Linked DNA regions of Mus musculus: all the other regions are linked to region 2. A link is a contact called in public HiChIP or PLAC-seq, Micro-C and promoter capture Hi-C data. All regions are on one chromosome and are shown on one strand. Each heading gives the region's core, a stretch centred on a gene start, on an enhancer-like site or on the middle of the called end of the contact. The rest is flanking DNA. Distances are from core to core; before and after follow the strand shown.

Region 1 (2,700 bases), core at 57-2,556, 330 kb before region 2:
GTGTAGCACAAATAGCCAGGCGTGCAGCAGGAAGTTCCAGCAGAGGTATCCGCCATGATATGCAGCTTTGAGGAGACAGTGAAACTGAACCACGGGGTGGCCATATGCTGCCGGACAGGACTCTTCTCCTGCTCTGCCAGTGTGTCTTCACGCATGTCACAGGTCTGGAGGCTGGGTGGCCTCAGTGTCCATCCGCGAGGGAACGGGGCTGGTGGCGGTGCCGTTAAACCCCAGTCAGCAGTCAGGAAGGGGCTGTGACTTGAGAGAAACTAACTTTCCAGTAACACCTGTTGGGCAAAGAACGTGCCGTGACCAACCACAGCACCAGTCCTGAGAACTGAGGCTGGCAGGAGCCAGTGAGGATCCCTTGGAGCTGAGCTCTGTCCCACTGCCACTGCCGTGTTAGGACACTATGAAGATTGTGTGGGGGTGGGCGTGGGATGGGGGATAGAAAGAGGAAGGAAGGAGAGGTGGTAAGAGGGGTGGAGAAGGAAGGACCATCATCCTGATGTCCATACACCCTGCTCACCTCCTGTCACCTCAGGGCCAGCTGTGGCTCTGGACTCTGGGTGGTTCTCCCTCCCCATCCTGGTCTCTCTCCTCCACAATAGCTAGCCCCGCTGCTCACACCTGAGACACAGGCAGATGGGGCTCCAGACACCCCGCGAAGATGCCTCCACCTTGCCAGCTGTAGACTGACAGGCAGGCAGGCAGGCAGGCAGGCAGGCCATTTGTTTGGTTGTTTTCTTTGAAAGAGGCAGATTTCCAAGGAGATGAACCCAGGGTGTGTTTCAGCCTGCACCCAGCCCACCCTGTAGCAGACATGCAGGCGGGGGGGGGGGGGGGGCTGCTTGGACTCAAACCCAGAGGGATGGTCCCCAGCCTCTGCCTCTCAGGGGCTGGGTGGGTTTCATCCACCACCCATGGTAACTTGACGCCCCTTGGTTACAGGGCCGGCAGGTGGCAAAGATTTCCGGAAAGTTCAGAGCACTAGGGATGTCTAATCAGAAGCTTAAAAGCTCTAAGCTACCCTTGTCCCCACAGGTGACAAAGTGGCGAATAGCCAGGTATAAGGCGGCTCTTCCCCCATGTGCTTCCTGGGAAACAGGGGGCCCAAGGCCCCGGGTGTACTGGAACTGAGGGTACACACAGCTCTGGTGCTGTGTGGGTCTTCTACCGATCAGCCAGGGACATGTGGGCTACCGTCGCACCCCCACCCCCCTCGGCAGACGGCACCAGGGCCCCGTGGGAGATGAGCAGATTGCCACACAGCTTGGGCCCTGCCTGGCAGCAGCACCCAGCTTCATCTCGCACAGGTGGGGGCTGTGGCGGGGACTCTTACAGCTTGCTCTCACAGAGGCCAAAGAGCCTCTCTGCTCTGAGAACCTCAGATGGGGCCAGGCTGGTGGTGGCTTGAGACGTGGCTCTGGGTGTAAGATCCCAGAAGCTCCCAGTACCCCTTTACTCAAAGTAACTTAACTAAGCCCACTGAGCAATCTGGGGGACCCTTGCCTTCAAGGCAGCTGGGCTAATGTCACAGAAAGACAGAAACACCCCCGTCCCCCCCACCCCCCACCAGGGCAGCATGATAGACAGGGCTGGTAGGAGTGCTCAACACCCGCCAAGCTGGGCTCCCAGCACAGGGAAAGATGGAATCTTAAAGAGGCTTAAGGGCCTCTGGGGGGAGGGGCAGCGCTACTTGGAGGAAAGACTGGATCCTAGCCTCTACAAAGACTGGAGCTACAATGTTGCCAGCCACACGTGGATGGAGGCAGCTTCAGGACAGCTGAGCACCCTGGGGACATTATTCAGAGTCCACAGTAATAGTAGTAACTTAAGAAGCCAGGGCAGGACAGACCCAGGGGTCCAGCCTGGGGGCTGGGCTGGATCCACAGCCCAATGCTCCTTCCAGAAACCAGGGTAGAAGTCAGGGTGCTCCCCCCCGCCCTCCATCCTCCTTGGAAGCCCACCCACTGCACCACTGGCAGGCCACAGTGGGCCAAGCAGCTACCTAGGCTTGGCCAGGCTGGGACCACAGCAGTGGGGACCCACAATGGCTGACCCTGGGTGTTGCCAAGTTTAGGGAGTTGGGGTGGGGTGGGGCATAAACAGGGACAACAGGATTAGAAAATGGCGGTGGGGACAATTGGGGAAGCCCCAGCGACAGCACTTGGGAAGGCAGTTATGGGGGCCGCACTTAATTACGTGATCTGTGTTCCGTTCTGTATGCTATCACTAGATCAACAGACTGCCAGTGGTGGCCTGCTGGCCCTGGGCAAAAGCTGAGGCTCAGACTGTTAAGCCAACACACCAGGGCACAGCAAGTGATTAAAAGTGCCAGGATGTGTACTGGGCCTGGCCCGGTGAATCCCAGCGTCTTCTGGCAAAACCTTGGCCTTGCCTTAACTACGACTACCACATGGGATGGGGCCCACAGCCTGGGATATCCCCTGTGGGGCCCACAGAGGTCTTGGGAGGGGCTAGCTTCTCTTCCCTCCCCCTCTGCCTTTCTCTGGCGGGGAGGGGGCAGAGCAAATGAGGCGGCATGCTGATTGCGTTGTCTGGATTGAATTTTTCAACTGCACCCCTGAGACACCATGAAGAGAGACGTCGGCAGCAGAAGCCTAGGCGAGCCCAGTCAGATAGCTAAAAATACAACTGTTTCCAGGAAGGGTGGGCACGGGGCAGAGCCTCAGGGAC
Region 2 (2,700 bases), core at 152-2,651:
GGAAGGGGAAGAAGGGCGCCTGGGCGGGAGTCTCCTGCTTCTGCACGTGGATCTGCTGCTGCGAGGCCGGTGACAGCGCCGAGCCACAGACGTAGCAACAGCGGGCCTGGCTGTCCGCGGGTATCCGGGGAGGCCGCTCCAGCCCTTCGTCCCCGAGGCTCCCGGCGACGTCGTTGCCCTCGGGGGTGCTACTGCGCTCTGGGGGCGCCGCGGGCCGGCTGGAGGCGGCGCCGTCCGTGCCGTCGGGCGCAGCGGGGCCGGGCCAGGGTTCCTGGATGCCCCTCAGCACGCTGGCTCGCGGCTCCGGAGCCCAGTGCGCCCCTGGCCCCGTGCGCCGGCGCCGGGCTCCGGACTTGCTGGAGTCGTGCGCATCCTCGGGCTCAGGCTCCGGCTCCGGCTCGGGCTCGGGCTCGGGCTCGGGCTCCGGTTCGGGCAGCGCGTCGGCGTCCGACAGCTCCGACAGCTCCGAGTCGCGCGCGTCCTCGGTGTTCCACTCGCGGGCCCCGCGCCGGCCAGCCGCGCTCGCGTCGCACTGATGCGGCCTCTTGAGCCAGTACACGCGCTTGTCCACGGGCGTGCGCGCGCGCTCGAAGGCGGCCCACTGCTCGGCCAGGAAGCAGCGGCACACGGCGCACACCAGCACGCAGCCATCGGTCGCGCTCAGCCCGCGCGCGCCGGGCGCCGGCTCCTGCTGCTGCAGGAACGGGAAGAAGGGCTGCGCGGGGCCCGCCGGCCTCACCGGCAGCTTCAGCTCCTTGCCGCGCGCGATGCCGCCGCCGCAGATGAAGCACGACAGGGCCGCGCCCGCCGCTGCCATGAGCCGCTGCTTACGGGAGAGCGGCGCCGCCCGGCCGCTCATGGCCCGGCCGCCGCGTCCGCCTCCGCGCGCCCCGCGGCTGCCGCTGCTCGGGCCGCGCGCACCGAGGCCCCGCGCCCAACTCGCAAAGTTTGGCGCGCGGCGGCGCGCACGCGGCCCGGGGCGCACCGAGGGTCTCCGCGGCGGTGCCCGGGGCTGCCGAGTCCCGGCGGGTGGCGGCGCGGGCCCAGGCGGCGCCGGAGAGCGCGCCCGGAACGCGGCGGTGGCGACGGTGGCGACGGGCCCCGGGCGGCTGCGGCGGCCGCATGTGCGAGCTCCGGCGCCGGCCCGAGCGTCGGGTCATTTAATTGGGGAGGAGGGAGGCGGGGCGGCGCGGGGCGGAGGGCGCGGGAGGGAGGCGGAGGCGGAGAAGCCTTCCCTCGCGCCGCCCTGCTGCCCGCCTCTTCCCAGGCTCCTCCTCCCCTGACTCGGACTCCTCCTTCTCCTAATCCTCCTCTCCCTCCTCTCCTCCCCTACCTCCTCCTCCTCCTTCTAATCCTCCTCCTCTTCTTACCTCTCTCCGCCCCTCCTCCTCTGACTCATCCTCTCCTCTCGATTCCTCCTCCCCTGACCTCTTCTCTTCCCCAACCCCCTCCTCCACCCCCTCCTCCTCTCTCCCCACCCTCTCCTACCCCCTCACCCCCCTGTGTCCCAAACTATGGCACAATAGGCCCCAGCTCCTCTGTCTATTCTGTGTCCAGCAGGAGCCCGCGGTGATTCATTGCTCCAATTAGGGGCTCTGCAGCCCGTGGCTCGGGCTGTCTGAAGGGTCTCCTTTGGGACCCACGAAACCCATCAGCCGCTGCCGCTGATCTTTAAGAAAAGGTCAAGCCGGACGCGCTAGTGCCAGGTGAGGACGATGGGTGTCTAGGGAGGCTTGGGAAGGGTAACCCCCCTCCAAGATCTGGGGAGGTCCTGGCCCTTCAGCAGCCCAGGGTTGGGGGTCACCTTTCTAAGCCCAGTGCCCTAGTTTTGAAGACAGAGGAAAGAGGAGTTGTCTCCTGCATCACCCTGGAGACAAAGTCCTCCCAGCCTATCTCCCCTCTCCCCCTCCCTCTGACTGGACAGGGCCCACCAGATCACCCTAGGGGTAGAGGTAAGAAGGGTACTGTGTGTCCTGGGACTAAGGACTCAACCTCTCTGTGCCCTTTTCCTTCTTGTTAAAGTGTTCCTGCTGAGACCACAGATATCCAGGACTTAGTGTATTGTATGCAGATACATTGTAGTTATTTAATGCAGAGACAAACCCTTTGCAGGCCAAGTTCAGAGCTGTTACATGCCTCTTAGTTACTTCCCCACAAGAAGCAAGTGTGGGATGCCCCTCATTTTATGACTCAAGAGGCCAGGCAGGATTCAGACCCAGGCAGCAGGGTTCTGCTAGGAGTATGTGGCCTCCCCAGGCAGACATCTGGCCCCTGTCACCCAGAAGCTGCTGGAGACTGTCCTTGGCGCCTCCTAGGCACACAGGCACACACATGTATGACACACACACACACAGATGGTGCCCTTTGGCTCAGGCTGGGTCACTAAGCAATCGTCTCCCATCTGTAAAAGGAGCCCTCAAAGCTTCAAAACTGTGAGCAGTTACTTTCCAGAAGCTTCCAGCTGTCTACCCTGCCAGCTGGAGATGGTGCCTGAACCCCAAAGGCAGGAGCCCCACCACCACCACTGCCACCACTTGGTGAGCTGACATGTAAATAAGGCTGCTCCCCCCCCCCTCCAAATGAGCAGGAGGAAGGGCCTCTTGGGAATCCCTAACATTCCAGAGCTCCAGAATCAACTGGGGTGGGGTGTCAACATGGCAGAGGATGGGACTCTGTCCCTTCCCTGGCCCAAAAAAGTGC
Region 3 (2,700 bases), core at 49-2,548, 410 kb before region 2:
GCTCCAGCTCCTAAACACTTCCGCCCATCCTGGTTCATGCCTGGAGACAGACATGGCAGGCAGGCACAAAGTGCTGGCCCAGGAATGCCCACTTCACACGAGGACCTGGGGGCTCAAGCCAGGGCAGGCCCCATGTTGCCTGGGGAAGGTGGGACATGGGCTATCCTACCCACTTCTGCTGGAATTCTGAAGAATATTTGATCCATCTCCTATCCCTGTGGCCTTAACAAAGCCAGGGTCTGAAATGTCACTGCATTTTTCTTTAGTGATGGTTCATAGTAGGATCGTACCTGTGTATCCACCGCAGGAATTCCACTTTCCTGCCCTGGACTCAGTTTCCCCTTATAGTCATTAGAAACATACACAGCCCGGGGGTACGGAGACCTGAGGCTGGTAGAGTGGCCACACGCTACAGACTTGCGACAAAGAATTGATCTAGGCAGGTGCGTGGGGCATTGAGGAGGGTCCCATGAGAGAACCATTAAGATACAGGGCTGGCCAGCACTCGGGAGGCAGAGGCAGGCAGATTTCTGAGTTCGAAGCCAGCCTGGTCTTCAAAGTGAGTTCCAGGACAGCCAGGGCTATACAGAGAAACTCTGTCTCGAAAAACCAAAAAAAGAAAAGAAAAGAAAAGAAAAAGAGACAGGGCTGGAAGCCACACCTGGGTATTGAAAGGGTGTGGGTGTATGGCTCAGTGGTGGATACTTGCTGGATGTATGGAGGAGGGGTACGGGGAAGCCATGACATCAAAAACATAAAAATAAAGGTGGCTAGGCATTGGCCCCAAGCTTGTAATCCTAGCACTTAGGAGATAGAGGTCAGAGGATCAGGGGTTCAAGGGCAGCCTTGTGTGGGCTACAAGAGGCCCTATCTCAAATAATACAAAAGTAATCATGATATAGGGAGTGGGGAGGCGGCAGCCCGAGGCCTCTGAGTCTTCACCCTCAGGTCCTCTGCCAGCTGTGACAGGCGGGGGCACGTGGCCAGTCAAAATGCCAGAACCCAGCAGCGGGGAAGCCCGGGAGTCACAATGCCACCTGAACCTCCCAACTGCAGCGACGAGCCGGGGGCGTTACCTCTGCGTCTCTGCACAGGAGGCGGAGCCGGGCTCCCCATTTCCTTCCACAGAACCGGGGACAGCCGGCCGATGCCCAAACTTTGCCCGGTGCCGGGAGCGCGGCTGCGGTGGGGGAGGCGGGCAGGGAGGCGCGGCGGCAGGGGTTGTGGCTGAGCCCTGGGCGGGCTGCGGGGCGGAGCGGCCCGGGCGGCGCCGCCCTCCAGGTGCCGGGCGGGGGCCGAGGCAAGCGCGGCTGCAGGCAGAGCAGGCCGGGCCATGACCCCCGCGGCCCACGGCTGCAAGCGCGTCGCCTGGTGTCCCTCACGGCCGCCAGCGTCCGCGCCCAGCGCGCCCCAGGAAGCGGTGAGTGTGCGCGCGCCGTGCGCGCCACGGCGGACGCACCGGGACCTGGGTTTTGGCGACCTGGGATAGGGACCCAGGACGAGGGACCCCAGGATCGTGGAGATCTGGGACCAAGGGGACCCCGAGGTGGGGAATCCGAGACGGTGGAGACCCGGGTTGGGGAACCCGGGAGGGTAGGGAGCATGGGGTGGGGTGGAGACGGGGGAGGGGTGGCCTGTGGAGACCCCAAGGTGGTGGGGACTCCAGAGTGATGGGGGACCCTTTGGACCCTGGCGTCCCACAACTTCCTGCAGACTTCGCTGATCAGCTCGGCCTCCTCTGGCCGCGTGTCTGACATCGGGCGGGGGCGTGTCCCGCGCGTGGCAGCCTCAGGCCCCTCTTTGCACCCGGCTGGGTTGTCAGGTTGCCGAGCAGTCGGGCAAGGTGGGGGCAGGAGGCCTCGGGAGGAACCGCTTCCCTCCACCAAGTGTTTCCAATGTATTATTGATGAGCTGCCTCGCTTAGGGGCGCCCAGTACATCAAAGCAGCTTCGCGACCGCAAAGGGCGACCCGCTCGAAGCAGGCACTTCTCTTGGCAGGGCTGGCCCTGGCAGATCTGGGGAGGGCGCTTATTAAAAAGAGGACCCGCAGCTCCCCTTGGGGACTCTGAGGGCAGGAAGGACTTCTGGCCTTTGCCAAGAGAACGGTGCAGCGCAATGTAGGAGTCGTTCCCGAGAGAGTAGAGAAATGTTAGAACACGCCCTGTTTTACAGACAAGGAAACTGAGTCCCAGACGGCTTCTCCTGTGTGGCAGATTCTGATGTCTCTCTCCAGCCTGAGACACCTCTCTGGTTGTGCTAGCAGCTGAAAGCACCTCTTGCCTATCCAGATCCCTTTCCTAGTCAGGACACAATGTAGCTTGGTCCCCTTCGTGGTCCCCCCTCCCTCAGGTCCGGGTCCTCTGCACAGGAGAAAGGCTGTATATTTATGGAAAGACTTAATCCCTCCACCAGCCCCAAGGCCGTGGAAAGCTGTGTCTAATCTGTCCCTGGAAGGCCTCAGCTGGTGGGCACACACCAGGCCGGAGTGTGCGTCCCCTAGGGAGGTGTAGGTCACTTACAAAGCAACTCGTCCTCCTGGGCTGAGGACGCGGAGATGTGAGTGCTTAGCCAGCAGTTGGCCTGTGCCAGACCTGCTCCTGAGCTGGCTGTCTTCACACTCACACAACCCTCTAACCAAAGTTGCCTCTTGTCCCCATTTTAGAGGCGGGAAACTGAGGCAGGAAGGGTGATAAGTCCAGG
Region 4 (2,700 bases), core at 190-2,689, 440 kb before region 2:
ACAACCAGATGAAAGCTCACACCCATCTGTACAGCTACTGTGTGTACTCATATACATAAAATAAATAAGTAAATCTTTAAAAAAAAAAAAAAAAGAAAAAGAAAGTAAAAGTCCTGAGCCGGGCATGGCGGTGCACATCTTTAATCCCAGAACATGGGAGTCAGAGGCAGGTTAAGTCTCTGCGCTCCAAGGCAGCCAGAGCCATGCAGAGAAACCCTGTCATGAAAAACCAAAGGGAGGAGAAAGAAAAGGGCAGGGAAGGGAGTGAAAGTCCTGCTCACCATGTGCTCGAAGGCACACCGAAGTAGAAATGGCTCTCTTGCCAATCAGGCTCAGCGCTCTGGAAGCCAACATTCTGAAAGACAAAAAAAAACCCTTATACCTCTTAACAATGACAGCAAACACCTTTTAGCCAAAGTCTTTTTGCGGCAAAACATTAAGGAAGTAAATGCAACTTATCCCCCGAAATGTTAAATGTTTTTTTTTTTTTTTTTTGGTAATGATTTCATCAACTTTTTAAGGCACGGACTGGCCTGAAAGCTTCCACTATTACCTTCCTCTACCTCGTAAGAGCCGGCATTACAGGCCAGAGGCATGCCCCCAGGATCCGGTTTTTATTACTGATGCGAAGGCACAGGGTGAACTTCCTTACATCAAGCCAAGGGCTGTAATATACATGGCTTTGGCCAATGACTATAAATCCGGCTTCTTAAAAAATTAACTAGAAAGACAAAAATGACTGAAACTGCTAGAACTAGATATATAGATAGATAGATAGATAGATAGATAGATAGCACGGTAGCACACCTCCTGCGACTGAGTTTTATTTTAAAAATTGACTTGTACAGAGACTGCGAAGGGCAAGCGGGAGGAGGCCGCCCAGGCTCAGGCCCTGGCCCGCTTCCCGTTCCTGCGTCCCGCAGGCGACCTGGATGACCCTGTCACCCGCCCCAGCGACCCGAGCCCCACGCCTCACTGTAGCACAACCCCTGAGATTCGATCCCCGAGAAAGAACGTCCGAGCCCGGGAAAAAAAAAATCAACGCCCGGGGCGGCAGAAACCGTAGCGTGACGTCAGGGCTCAGGTCGCTGTCCCTCGGGCCTGGCACAGCGGGAACGCCCGGTGCCCGGCAGGCCGGAGCGGGGACCCGAGACAACAGACCCGCTCGGGGAAGCGGGCGCCCCAAGGTCACCGAGCCGCTCAAGTCCCGGGTCCGGGGGCGTCTCGGAGGCACCGCTCCCGGCCCCGGCGCTCCAGGTCCTCGGGCCCCCGACCGTGCCACCCTCACCCGCCGTCCAAGGCCGTCACCTGCCACCGCTGCCCAGGCGACCGCCGCGACCGCCCTCTACACCCTGGGGTGCTCGCGACCGGAAGAACGGGGCCCGCAACCGGAAGACCAAGACGGAGCCGCGAAGCATCGCGGGAATCAGGGAAGCCCCGCCCCAAGCCCGTCCGTTTCAGAGCGCGGGGCGGGGCGGGGCGGGGCGGCGCGGCTCGGGGCAGGGCGGGGCAGGACGAGGCGGGGCGGGGCGGTAACTGTCGCGAAAGGCCGAGCGGGTAGCAGCTGCTTTCCGGCAGACGTTTTCCGGCCGACCGGCTGAGGCGGGAGGCCGCGGCCGGAGGTGCGAGAGCGTCACGGCGTGCAGCGGAGGGTCGTGGCGGAGGACCGCGGTGCGTGGGTCGCGATGCCCGGCGTGAAGCTGACTACGCAGGCCTACTGCAAGATGGTGCTCCACGGCGCCAAGTACCCGCACTGCGCCGTCAACGGGCTCCTGGTGGCCGAGAGGCAGAGGCCGCGCAAGGAGCATCCTCCCGGAGCGGGCAGCCACACGCTCTTCGTGGACTGCATCCCGCTCTTCCACGGCACGCTGGCTCTGACGCCCATGCTGGAGGTGGCGCTCACCCTGGTAAGCTCGCGGTCGAGGCCGCGGCGCGGGGTTCCGGGCCGGGCGGAGTCGGGCGCCCTTCGCGGGACGCTGCGGCTGCTCCCGGGGAGCTCTCGAGGTTTTGTAAGATGACCGAGAAACTCGAATGTGTGGTGGACGTCCTTAAAACCAGCACTCGAGATGGGGAGGCAAGAGTTCGAGGCCAGCCTGGTCTACATTAGTGAGATCTGGGATAGGTAACGTTTAAAGTTTAAACTTAATGTGTTTGTGAGGCCACAAAGAAAAAAATGCCTATAGCATGTAAATCTCTAGTTTTACAGAGGTTTTTTTGTTTGTTTGTTTGTTTTTGTATTTTGTGGGTCCACTTGCCGATTTTTTTGCCCCAGACTTGCTGTTTTAGCAAGATTATAGGTTATAATACGGACTGCTGTTTCTGCGCTTGTAATCAAACTCGGTTTCTCTGCTTAAGAGACATTTGCAAGACCCGGAATTCTAACTCTGCGGTTTGCCTTTATAAAGCCCTGGACTGATATGGTCAGGCGCTGCTTACTACATCTTGGAAGCGCTCTCAGGTGCAGTCCTGACGCACCTGAGAAACAGATCAGACCCGTAACCACCCAGTCTCCCCACAGCCTCATTTACATCTCAGAATGAGCTCTGAAGTTAAAAATCTGAGCTGGCCTAGGAGGGAATGCTAATCCTGTCTCCCCCTCTCCCACCAAAATGACTGCATTGAATCGGAGACTTGCTTTGAATGTAGCCCCCCATGCTAGCCTGGCACTCCCAGCACTTCCTGCTCTAGATTCCTGAGAAC
Region 5 (2,700 bases), core at 77-2,576, 370 kb after region 2:
TCAGGGCCTCCGGTTCCTCTGCGCCCACAGCTGTACTGTCTGGTCATAGGAGGGAGGAATCCACAAGGAGAAACCTCCCCTGAGGTCTGTGCTCTCACACAAACACGAGCAATACTGCTGTGCTGACCTTTCTGATCAAATCTATAGACCTGACACACGATGTCCCATAGTCTTTTAACTATGAGGCAGGCTTTGGAGGACTTGGAAGTCTAGGCGGACACTGGCAGGGGACACCCAGTTAGGAATAAACCTGTTGGGCTAAATTCAGAGAAATTCTGCTTATCCCTCTATCTTCTGGGGTGGGAGCTAACACCTGCAAGTCCCCTACTTACAACTCCCAAAGCCTCCCTCCTCCCAAAAGCCCCTCTCTTTCTAGAAGGCTGGAAAGTGCAGCCTCTCGCTTGTTTCATTAACAGCCCGTGGAGAAGAGTCTGTCTTTTCCTGTCTCAATTCTTTACCCCCTTTTCCTTATAAAACCAACATGGGCTGGAGCTACAAGACAAATTCCCCCCCCCTCCCAGTTCTGCTGAACCCACACGAAGAATCATTTTGTTTCCTACTGAACAAAGAGTCTCTGCTAAAGATAAGTCAGCTGGTTCTGAGATAAATGGGGAGAGCGAGGGGGCTCCAGTGTTCCCATGGAGGAAGAAGTCCGGACATTCCATCCTGTTCCGCTCTCTCTGGGAAAGAAGACACAACTGAATCTTTTCCAGAAAACTAGTAACTTTGTGACTAAGCTGTATCCAGGCAGGAACTCTCCCAGCTGCTGGGGGCCCAGAGAGAAAGGTACCAATCAGCATCTAATTACTGCATACCCCTGATTCTCCCGGTTCACCTTGGCGGTGTGAGAATGGGCACCACTGTTCCCACAGGGCTAAAATCGCACCGTGGGTGGGCAGGTGGCCGAGGGGCCCACCCAAGGTCACAGACAGGAAAACATAGATACCCTCTCTGCCCATCTACTTAGGGCGGCCAGCCAGGTCTCTAGTTCCTCACTGTCTGGAAGCTTTCTTTTCTAGGCCAAGGAATCTAGAGAGAGTTCTCCAGTGCCAGGCTCGCCTTAGTCTCCCGGACCATGTCTGTGGCGCCTAGCTGCGTGCAAGCAGGTGTGGTGAAGGTGCAGAGCCAGAGCCCCCCCACCCGGGATCCCCGGGAGCCAGCACGGAGCCCAGGCGGCACTCACCGTCCCGCGTCCCGCCCCGAAGGTGCTGAGGCGCCGAGGGAGGCGTGGGCCGCACCTGTGCACCCGCGAGCCCGGATCGCGCCCGCTTGCGAGCCGCTACCAGAGCAGCGCACACTGCGGGGCTACCGGGCCCGCCCGAAGCGCAGCCATCCCTCTGCAAGGAAGTGCGAGCCTACACTGTCAATGGCGGCTGGGGGGCGGGGCCGGCAGGCGGGCGAAAGGCGGGGTCTGCAGGATAAGGGGCGGAGCCTCGCCTGAGGGGCAGGCCTGTGAAGGCGGAGTGCAGCTTCAGAGGCGGGGCCTGAGGAGGCGGGAGGCAGGAGGTGTAGCCTTAGGGGCGGGGTCTGTGGATGGGAAGGAGCTGAGCTGGTCAAGATCTGTAAGAGACACCCAGGGTCCCTTACTATTGATGGTGCCTGGCTGTCCCCTAAGTAGGTCAGGCATGCGCCGCAGAAGCTTGCTGGCGCCCACGTCCCAGGCTCCAGGATATGAGGTGGCTCCGTGGGACAAACCTCAGGGTGGGTCGGGAACTCCGGGAAGGCTGTATCCTCCTCATCTTCCCTTGGCTTCTGCTCACTGATTCTGTCAAGAGGCCTTTGTTGACTACTCTGCTAACAGCCACACCCCCTACACTCTGGCCCGCTTTCTGCTTTCTCCATACCTTTATCCCAGTCTATTATTATTACTTGCCCCCCCCCCCCCAAGCTCAGGAGATTAAACCCAGAGCCTCAACCACCACTCCCCTCAACTTTGACCAAGTCGATTCAAAATATTTTAAATAATTCTTTCCTTTTTCTTCCCTCCCTCTCCTCTGCCTGTCTGTTTCTCTGTCTCTGTCTCACTCTCTCGTTCTCTCACTCTCTAGAGCTTTTGCGGCTCTCTTTTTCTCTGTCTCTTTCTTCTCCACTCGAAGCTGTCCAACAAACGTTACAATCCTTGCTGGGCTTTTATGGCAGGTACATACCCTCTCAGTAAACATCTGTTGATCTTAGATCATTGTTAATTCATCTAATAGTTATCAAACGTCACTCATAGCCTGGAAGAACCTTGAAGAGGTTCCTCTACGTGAAAGAATCTAGACACGAAGGACACTCCCAGCTGCATTTGGTGGCACACAGCTGTCATCTCAGCTCTTGGGAGGCTGAAGCAGGAAGATAAAGAGTTCAAGGCCAGCCTGGGCTTCACAGAGAGACGTCTCAGAAAAGCAAACCACTTGAAAACGAAATGCATAAGTAAAACGTTCAAACAGGAAAGCGGGAGAGCCAAGAAGCATGGTAGAGGATGCCAGGGGTGAGGGGGTTGGGACCGTTAACAAAGGAAAATTAGGGACTTTTGGGGGAAGATGATAAAAAAGTTTTGAAATGAGAATATTGTTAGTTGTATACCATGAGAGTATACATTTATGCCTATTATCTATTAAATTTACCTAGAATTTTTAAGAATTTTAAGGTAGATTAAACAGTTCTACTGTTGCTTCAGCTTATTGTCATAGACAGCCTAACATAAGCTATTTTAAT
Region 6 (2,700 bases), core at 63-2,562, 510 kb before region 2:
ATTCTGCAGATGAAAGAACACCTGACAGGGTCCGGCTCTCAGCACCTGGACAATCTCCTCTATTGCCTTGGAGGCCAATCTGAGGTCCTAGACAGGCATAGCCTGACTCTCTTACAACTATGGACAATTAATGGTTTATAAACACGCTCACATGATTCTAGCTTCCTCTTCTTGATTTTGAGGCAGCATTCCCTGTGGGCCCAATCCTGCCTACAGCTAACTTACATCTAGAGCAACGTGTCTTAGGTCAGGCTTCTCACAAGGCAGGGGACAGAGGCTCGCCTAACACAGCTGTCAACATCTGCACCAGCCATGTTTGGCGGGGCTCACACCACACCGTAATCCCTTTCATTCAGCCCTGGGCCACAGTCTGACCACCACTGAACGGAAATCCATCACAGACCCATCTCTTTCTGGCCCCAAGCTTCCTCAGGGACACTGAATCGGTCCCAGTTCTTCATGAAGGAGCCTGCCATAACTTAAAGGGACAAACCTAGAACTGTCACGAAACTGCTCTTATCGTTTGACTTTAAAAGAAAAAAACAGGGCCATTGAGCACCTGGGCACCCCCCAAGCTCCGCCTGAAATCCTAACACTCAGAAGAGGTAGGCGGATAACCGGGAGCTCATTGGAATGAGCCTGGGCTACAGAGTGATACCCTGTATCAGAAACAAAACAAAAACAAACAAAACAGTGATCTACCATTTTAAGATTCTAGTGAATGGTTTCTATTAGTTTCTACCCCCTGAACGCCCTTCCCGGCTGTGGGTAAGTAATCTTTCTCACCAGGGGAAAAGTCTGCCCCTATAGCCTGGGGCCAAGCTCACAGCAAATCTGGTCTTGAGAGCTGTGTGGGACCCACACGGAAGACTTTCCTTCCGGGGCCAGCTGGGCCACTGGACAATCAGAGAAGTCCAGCGCCACTGGGCAATCAGATTGCCACTAGTCAGAATCAAAGCCAGTCGGTCCCTGGGCGAGCCCAGTCGCGAGCTTTGGATAGTTCATGCATGGAAGCCGGGCTGCCGCGCGGTGATTGGCAGATCTATTTCTCTTCATTATGAAGTTGGCCATCAGGCAGATTTTAAAGGGAGAGGTGTTTGTTCATTTGGTTGGGTTTTGTTGTTGTTGTTGTTGTTGGTTGTTGTTGTTGTTTTTGGAGAGCAGCCAGAGCAAGCACCTGCTAACGTGCTGTGCACTCCGTTTGGGCGAAGGTGGGAGAGCCACAGCCCCGGCCCCCGCGCCCACCCCATCGCGTCCTACCTGCCGCCGGTTCCCACGCTGCCCGCGCCTCCGGGACCGCCCGCGGGCTCCTGGAGGCCCGTACGCGCGCGCCTGCTTTTATAGATGGGGCGGGGGAGAAGGCGGGTCCCGCGCGCAGAGCGACGGTCGCGCGAGCTAATTGAGGAGCGGGAGGGGCGCTGGCGCGGCCCAATCAGCGCAGCCTGCCAAATCCGCCTTCTCTGAAGCGCTCTCTTTCCGAGAAATCACTTTTGCACGTCCCCGACCCCGTGGAGTCCTTTTCTCTCTTTACTCCGGGGGCGGCGGGGGAGGGGGCTGCCCCAAAAATGGCCGGGGGGCTGGGGCGTCTGCCTAAGGTCAAGGAGGCTGGTGATGCACGGATCATCCTCGGGGTGTCGTTCAGGTTTGGAGAGCCTCTGTCCCGGGCACGTGTCCAGGGGCACCCTGAGTGTCAGCTGCTCAGGCTGGAGTTTCAGAGCAAAGACCAGTCCCAGAGCTGCGTGCTGGGTGACAGCCACTTGCAGCGCGCCCTCCTGGATGGAGGATGACCGCCTGAAATTGCGCAGGAAATCTGGGAAACCAGGGGAGTCGCGAGCGCTGAGGCTGGGATGCCCCCAGGAAGGCTACGCATTATCGGTTCCCTTGTGTCCCCCAGTGATGTCAGGAGCCCGGTCGAGCCTGTTCCCAACCTGAGTAGGATGTGGGAGCGGGGAGCCTTAGGTGAGGGTCGAGAGGGACTTTCGTTGCAGGCTGCCCAATTACACACCTGCGGCCACGCTTACAGGACTCTCACCCGTCTGGCTTTTAAAATACTTAGGAAAACGTTGGAGCCGCGACAAGAATTTTTGATTGGTCCACAAATACAAGAAGTATACGGCTAGGTTTCAAATAAATACGAATTCAAATAAGGATTTTCCAAACAGAACCTTCTAACTCTAGTTTATCCTGATGAGCATTGTGGTATACCTGAAAGGCACTTAAGACATTACCGGGTATTAGTTCAATGATAAATACCATCCAACAGTCAAAAGCCAAGTGGAGTTCCCTGGAGCCAAGGAATTTCAAATGAAAACTACTTTTCAAAGCTCATTTGTTTTATTACTATTATTATTGGGTTTATTGTTTGTTTTCCAAGACAGGGTTTCCCTGTAGCCCTGGCTGTCCCCGAACTAGACCAGGCTGGCCTCAAATTCACAGAGATCTGCTAGCCTCTGCCTCCCAAGGGCTGGGATTAAAGGTGTGTGCCACCATAGTCCAGCTCAAATTCTTTAATAGTAATATGGGAGTGTTTTAATAAGTGTTTGCTGTGAAGGGCAGAGTCCAGAAGTCAGACACGCTCAGATTACTACAACAGACTCCTGTGTGCATTTATACCCCTTTCATTTCCCAAATAGGCACCTTATAAGCGTATGCAGATTTTCCTACTTACAAATATCAAAGGCACAGAACAGATCCCAAATG
Region 7 (2,700 bases), core at 125-2,624, 360 kb before region 2:
GCAGGAATAGAAACCCTGACTAAGACAGGGGGTAACCCCTCTATTAGAGTACGCCCCTATCCTTGCATATCTTTATTTTTGAGATAGGAAATGCTGAGTGACTCAGGCTGTCCCTAGCTGGTGATCCTTCTTGCTTCCACCTATGGAATACTAAGATTACACCTCACCTCAGCGCCCAGTGGTGAGGGTTTCACACTCAGATCCAGCCCCTCTTGTCCTTACCAGTTGTAGGTGACCTATTCCTCCCCAGGAGCTACCCTGGTCTGCTGGCACCCTGCCAGAGTCACCCTGATTATAATGCCTATTAATAGTTCAGCTGTCCTCACAAGACTCCTGATTCAAAATGCCCCTGTGGGGCCATATTAATGCAAGGACTCTAGGGCTGTTGGCTTACCAAGGCACTCTGTACAGAAGGCTTGAGGGCATCAGGCTCCAGGGTATAGCTCAGTGGAAGAGGCTGTGCTTATCATTTTTGAGGACCGGGGTTCCATCTTCACAATTGCAATAACAACAATAATAAAAGAATGATAATACGTGTGCAAACTTGTCCCTGTAGTCTCACCTGAGGTTTGGTTTGCCAAAGTTCTGATTCTGGGCTCTGTCTCGAAGGATCTGCATGGAGCAGATAGGGGAGGCGCATTTTCATTGCTTTTAAACCATCTGTAGAAAGGGCAAAGACTAAAATTAAAGGGAAAACACTTCCTTCGATATGGCGTCTGTGTGGACCAGCCAGCCATGTCCGGGGACCCGGAGCTGACTTTGAGATGAATGCGTTTATTCCTGGATCTGTGTTTCGCGCAGGTGAAAACTCGGCTCCAAACCTTTACCCTCAAAGAGTGGAATCAGGCGAGGGACTCAGCCTGCTGCAGGACGCAAAGGAGCAAGAAGCCATAAGTACACAGCCTCCAGCTCGTGGACAGAAGGGGGCGGGCGCAGGAGGGGCGAGGCCGAACGAAGGAGGGGCGGGAGCAAGAGGCGGGGCTGTACAGACCCGACCCAAACGAGGTAGGTGCGGGGCCGTGAGCGTGGTAGGCGGGCAAGAGGCGGAGTCGAGGCAGACCCGGAGACCAATGAAAAAAAGCGGACGGGCCAGAGGCGGGGCCTAGAGAGGGTAGTGACGTAGTAGGGCGGGGCCGTCAGGGCTGTAACTCGCTGGATCAGGATTCAGGAAGCGTGGAGCCCAAGTACTGGAAAGGGCATCGGTAGGCCTTAGAGGGGCGGGGCCGGCGTACAGCTCCGCCTACAGACCAATCCGCGAGTTTGTACTAGCTGTGACTTGGAGGCTGCGAAGAGAGCAACGTCTCTATAGGGCCGCCGCAGGACGTCTTCCGTTCGAGGGGCGGGCCCCGCGCGGTGGCGGGAAAGAAGTGCCTGAGGCGCTGCCTCTGAGTCGCGGAGGGGCGGTAACGGGCCTGGGCCGCCTACTCTTCAACATGGATGCGGCCGAGGTGGAGTTTTTGGCCGAAAAGGAGTTGGTGACTATCATCCCGAACTTCAGTCTGGACAAGATCTACCTGATCGGGGTGAGCCAGGGCGGTACGGGGCGGCGGCCTGGGATCATGCTCGGGTCACCGCTCCTTTCCACCTGGGGTCTGCGTTGTCCTTGCAGGGGGACCTGGGGCCCTTCAACCCCGGCTTACCCGTGGACGTGCCCCTGTGGCTGGCCATTAACCTGAAACAGAGACAGAAGTGCCGCCTGTTACCTCCGGAATGGATGGATGTGGGTGAGCATTCCCGGGCCCGGGTGGGCGGGCTTGTACGGGGAGGGGGCTGTAGTGATGGCGCACGCCTGTAGTCCCAGCACTCTTTAGAGGCGGTAGAGGCAGGAAGATCTCTGAGTTTGAAGCCAGCTTGGTCCACAGAGGGAGGTGCAGGACAAACAGCCAGGACTACACAGTGAAACCCTGTCTGGGGGTGGGGTGGTGTCCTAGTCAGGGTTTCTATTCCTGCACAAACATCATGACCAACAAGCAAGTTGGGGAGGAAACGGTTTATTTGGCTTACACTTCCATCACCAAGGAAGTCAGGACTGGAACTCAAGCAGGTCAGGAAGCAGGAGCTGATGCAGAGGCCATGGAGGGATGTTCTTGACTGGCTTGCCTCCCCTGGTTTGCTCAGCCTGCTCTCTTATAGAACCCAGGATTATCAGCCCAGAGATGGCACCACCCACAAGGGGCCTTTCCCCCTTGATCACTAATTGAGAAAATGCCTTACAGCTGGATCTCATGGAGGCATGTCCTCAAGGGAGGCTCCTTTCTCTGTGATAACTCCAGCTGTGTCAAGTTGACACAAAACTAGCCAGTACAGGTAGGGATTGGGGAACAGAGATGCAACCTTAAACAAGTTTTGTTTTTGTTTGTCTTTTTTTGTTTCTCTGTGTAGCCCTGGCTGTCCTGGAACTCACTCTGTAGACCAGGCTGGCCTCGAACTCAGAAATCCGCCTGCCTCTGCCTCCCAAGTGCTGGGATTAAAGGCGTGCGCCACCACTGTCTGGTGACTCTGATAGTCTTGAAACTGGGACCCCAGTTTCTGTGCCTTGAGGGGCATCTTTAGCACCCCTGTCCCCCAAAGCCTGAGTCCATTTCCCAGTGTCTGCTGGCCAGGGTTGGGGAGCAGGGGAACAGACTTCTATTGCCTTTGCTACATGGAGAGGAGCAGTCAGGAGTGCAGGAGGCCTCTCTGTCCTGGGATCTGAGGTCA

What was found. Promoter capture Hi-C pulls out the DNA fragments that hold promoters and counts their contacts. A called contact is a pair of places that touch in the nucleus more often than the background predicts. HiChIP or PLAC-seq counts read pairs in DNA pulled down with a chosen protein or histone mark.
Region 1: an H3K4me3 HiChIP or PLAC-seq map of forebrain shows a contact between it and region 2, with 4 times the contacts expected there. The contact joins the enhancer-like site here to the promoter of A330074K22Rik in region 2. A contact is called at or near these places in 9 of 115 datasets of contacts at active chromatin or transcription factors (craniofacial prominence, embryonic basal ganglia, embryonic forebrain and 6 more) and 1 of 9 other capture datasets (embryonic stem cells).
Region 3: an H3K4me3 HiChIP or PLAC-seq map of embryonic forebrain shows a contact between it and region 2, with 4 times the contacts expected there. The contact joins the promoter of 1190005I06Rik here to the promoter of A330074K22Rik in region 2. A contact is called at or near these places in 9 of 39 promoter capture datasets (the 3T3-L1 cell line, embryonic stem cells, hematopoietic stem and progenitor cells and 5 more), 1 of 484 Hi-C or Micro-C datasets (embryonic stem cells), 8 of 115 datasets of contacts at active chromatin or transcription factors (craniofacial prominence, embryonic basal ganglia, embryonic forebrain and 5 more) and 2 of 9 other capture datasets (adipose tissue and embryonic stem cells).
Region 4: a contact with region 2 is called in a promoter capture Hi-C map of stem cell-derived epiblast-like cells, with 2.6 times the contacts expected there. The contact joins the promoter of Cox4i1 here to the promoter of A330074K22Rik in region 2. A contact is called at or near these places in 11 of 39 promoter capture datasets (the 3T3-L1 cell line, the HPC-7 cell line, cranial neural crest and 7 more), 2 of 484 Hi-C or Micro-C datasets (both in embryonic stem cells) and 5 of 115 datasets of contacts at active chromatin or transcription factors (astrocytes, bone marrow-derived macrophages, embryonic basal ganglia and 2 more).
Region 5: a contact with region 2 is called in a Micro-C map of embryonic stem cells, with 3 times the contacts expected there. The contact joins the promoter of Klhl36 here to the promoter of A330074K22Rik in region 2. A contact is called at or near these places in 1 of 39 promoter capture datasets (liver) and 1 of 484 Hi-C or Micro-C datasets (embryonic stem cells).
Region 6: a contact with region 2 is called in a promoter capture Hi-C map of pre-B cells, with 3 times the contacts expected there. The contact joins the promoter of Irf8 here to the promoter of A330074K22Rik in region 2. A contact is called at or near these places in 4 of 39 promoter capture datasets (embryonic stem cells, liver, pre-B cells and 1 more) and 1 of 484 Hi-C or Micro-C datasets (embryonic stem cells).
Region 7: a contact with region 2 is called in an H3K4me3 HiChIP or PLAC-seq map of embryonic basal ganglia, with 5 times the contacts expected there. The contact joins the promoter of Gins2 here to the promoter of A330074K22Rik in region 2. A contact is called at or near these places in 15 of 39 promoter capture datasets (the 3T3-L1 cell line, 3T3-L1-derived adipocytes, the HPC-7 cell line and 9 more), 1 of 15 datasets of contacts at CTCF or cohesin (embryonic stem cells), 3 of 484 Hi-C or Micro-C datasets (cerebral cortex, muscle stem cells and spermatogonial stem cells), 14 of 115 datasets of contacts at active chromatin or transcription factors (bone marrow-derived macrophages, craniofacial prominence, embryonic basal ganglia and 11 more) and 2 of 9 other capture datasets (adipose tissue and embryonic stem cells).

What each region holds. Positions count from the first base shown.
Region 1 is chr8:120,556,332-120,559,031 of GRCm38.p6, reverse strand. All of the region lies in intron 2 of Gse1 (genetic suppressor element 1, coiled-coil protein), which reads right to left. Among named protein-coding and RNA genes, the nearest start is that of Mir7687, 19 kb to the right of the region's middle. Within about 2 kb of position 1,306, at least 47 of the 459 cell types and tissues checked have an H3K27ac peak or open chromatin away from gene starts, as enhancers often do. A contact at or near this core is called in forebrain, where this site is marked.
Region 2 is chr8:120,226,931-120,229,630 of GRCm38.p6, reverse strand. A330074K22Rik (RIKEN cDNA A330074K22 gene) reads left to right here and starts at 1,401. Exons shown (of 3, transcript NR_110496.1): 1 at 1,401-1,706. It also overlaps a transcript of Gse1 not described here.
Region 3 is chr8:120,632,988-120,635,687 of GRCm38.p6, reverse strand. It overlaps 1190005I06Rik (RIKEN cDNA 1190005I06 gene), which reads left to right and starts at 1,298. Exons shown (of 4, transcript NM_197988.3): 1 at 1,298-1,420. The coding sequence starts at 1,334. All of the region lies in intron 1 of Gm27021 (predicted gene, 27021), which reads left to right.
Region 4 is chr8:120,666,964-120,669,663 of GRCm38.p6, reverse strand. Cox4i1 (cytochrome c oxidase subunit 4I1) reads right to left here and starts at 1,439. Exons shown (of 5, transcript NM_009941.3): 1 at 1,309-1,439; 2 at 282-355. The coding sequence starts at 1,418. Gm27021 (predicted gene, 27021) reads left to right here and starts at 1,522. Exons shown (of 4, transcript NM_001308449.1): 1 at 1,522-1,907. The coding sequence starts at 1,686. It overlaps Emc8 (ER membrane protein complex subunit 8), which reads left to right and starts at 1,577. Exons shown (of 5, transcript NM_010926.6): 1 at 1,577-1,907. The coding sequence starts at 1,686.
Region 5 is chr8:119,860,931-119,863,630 of GRCm38.p6, reverse strand. It overlaps Klhl36 (kelch-like 36), which reads right to left and starts at 1,326. Exons shown (of 5, transcript NM_146219.1): 1 at 1,184-1,326.
Region 6 is chr8:120,734,970-120,737,669 of GRCm38.p6, reverse strand. Irf8 (interferon regulatory factor 8) reads right to left here and starts at 1,312. Exons shown (of 9, transcript NM_008320.4): 1 at 1,261-1,312.
Region 7 is chr8:120,587,749-120,590,448 of GRCm38.p6, reverse strand. It overlaps Gins2 (GINS complex subunit 2 (Psf2 homolog)), which reads left to right and starts at 1,374. Exons shown (of 5, transcript NM_178856.1): 1 at 1,374-1,523; 2 at 1,610-1,724. The coding sequence starts at 1,434. Gm10614 (a long non-coding RNA gene) reads right to left here and starts at 1,272. Exons shown (of 4, transcript XR_003947476.1): 1 at 395-1,272.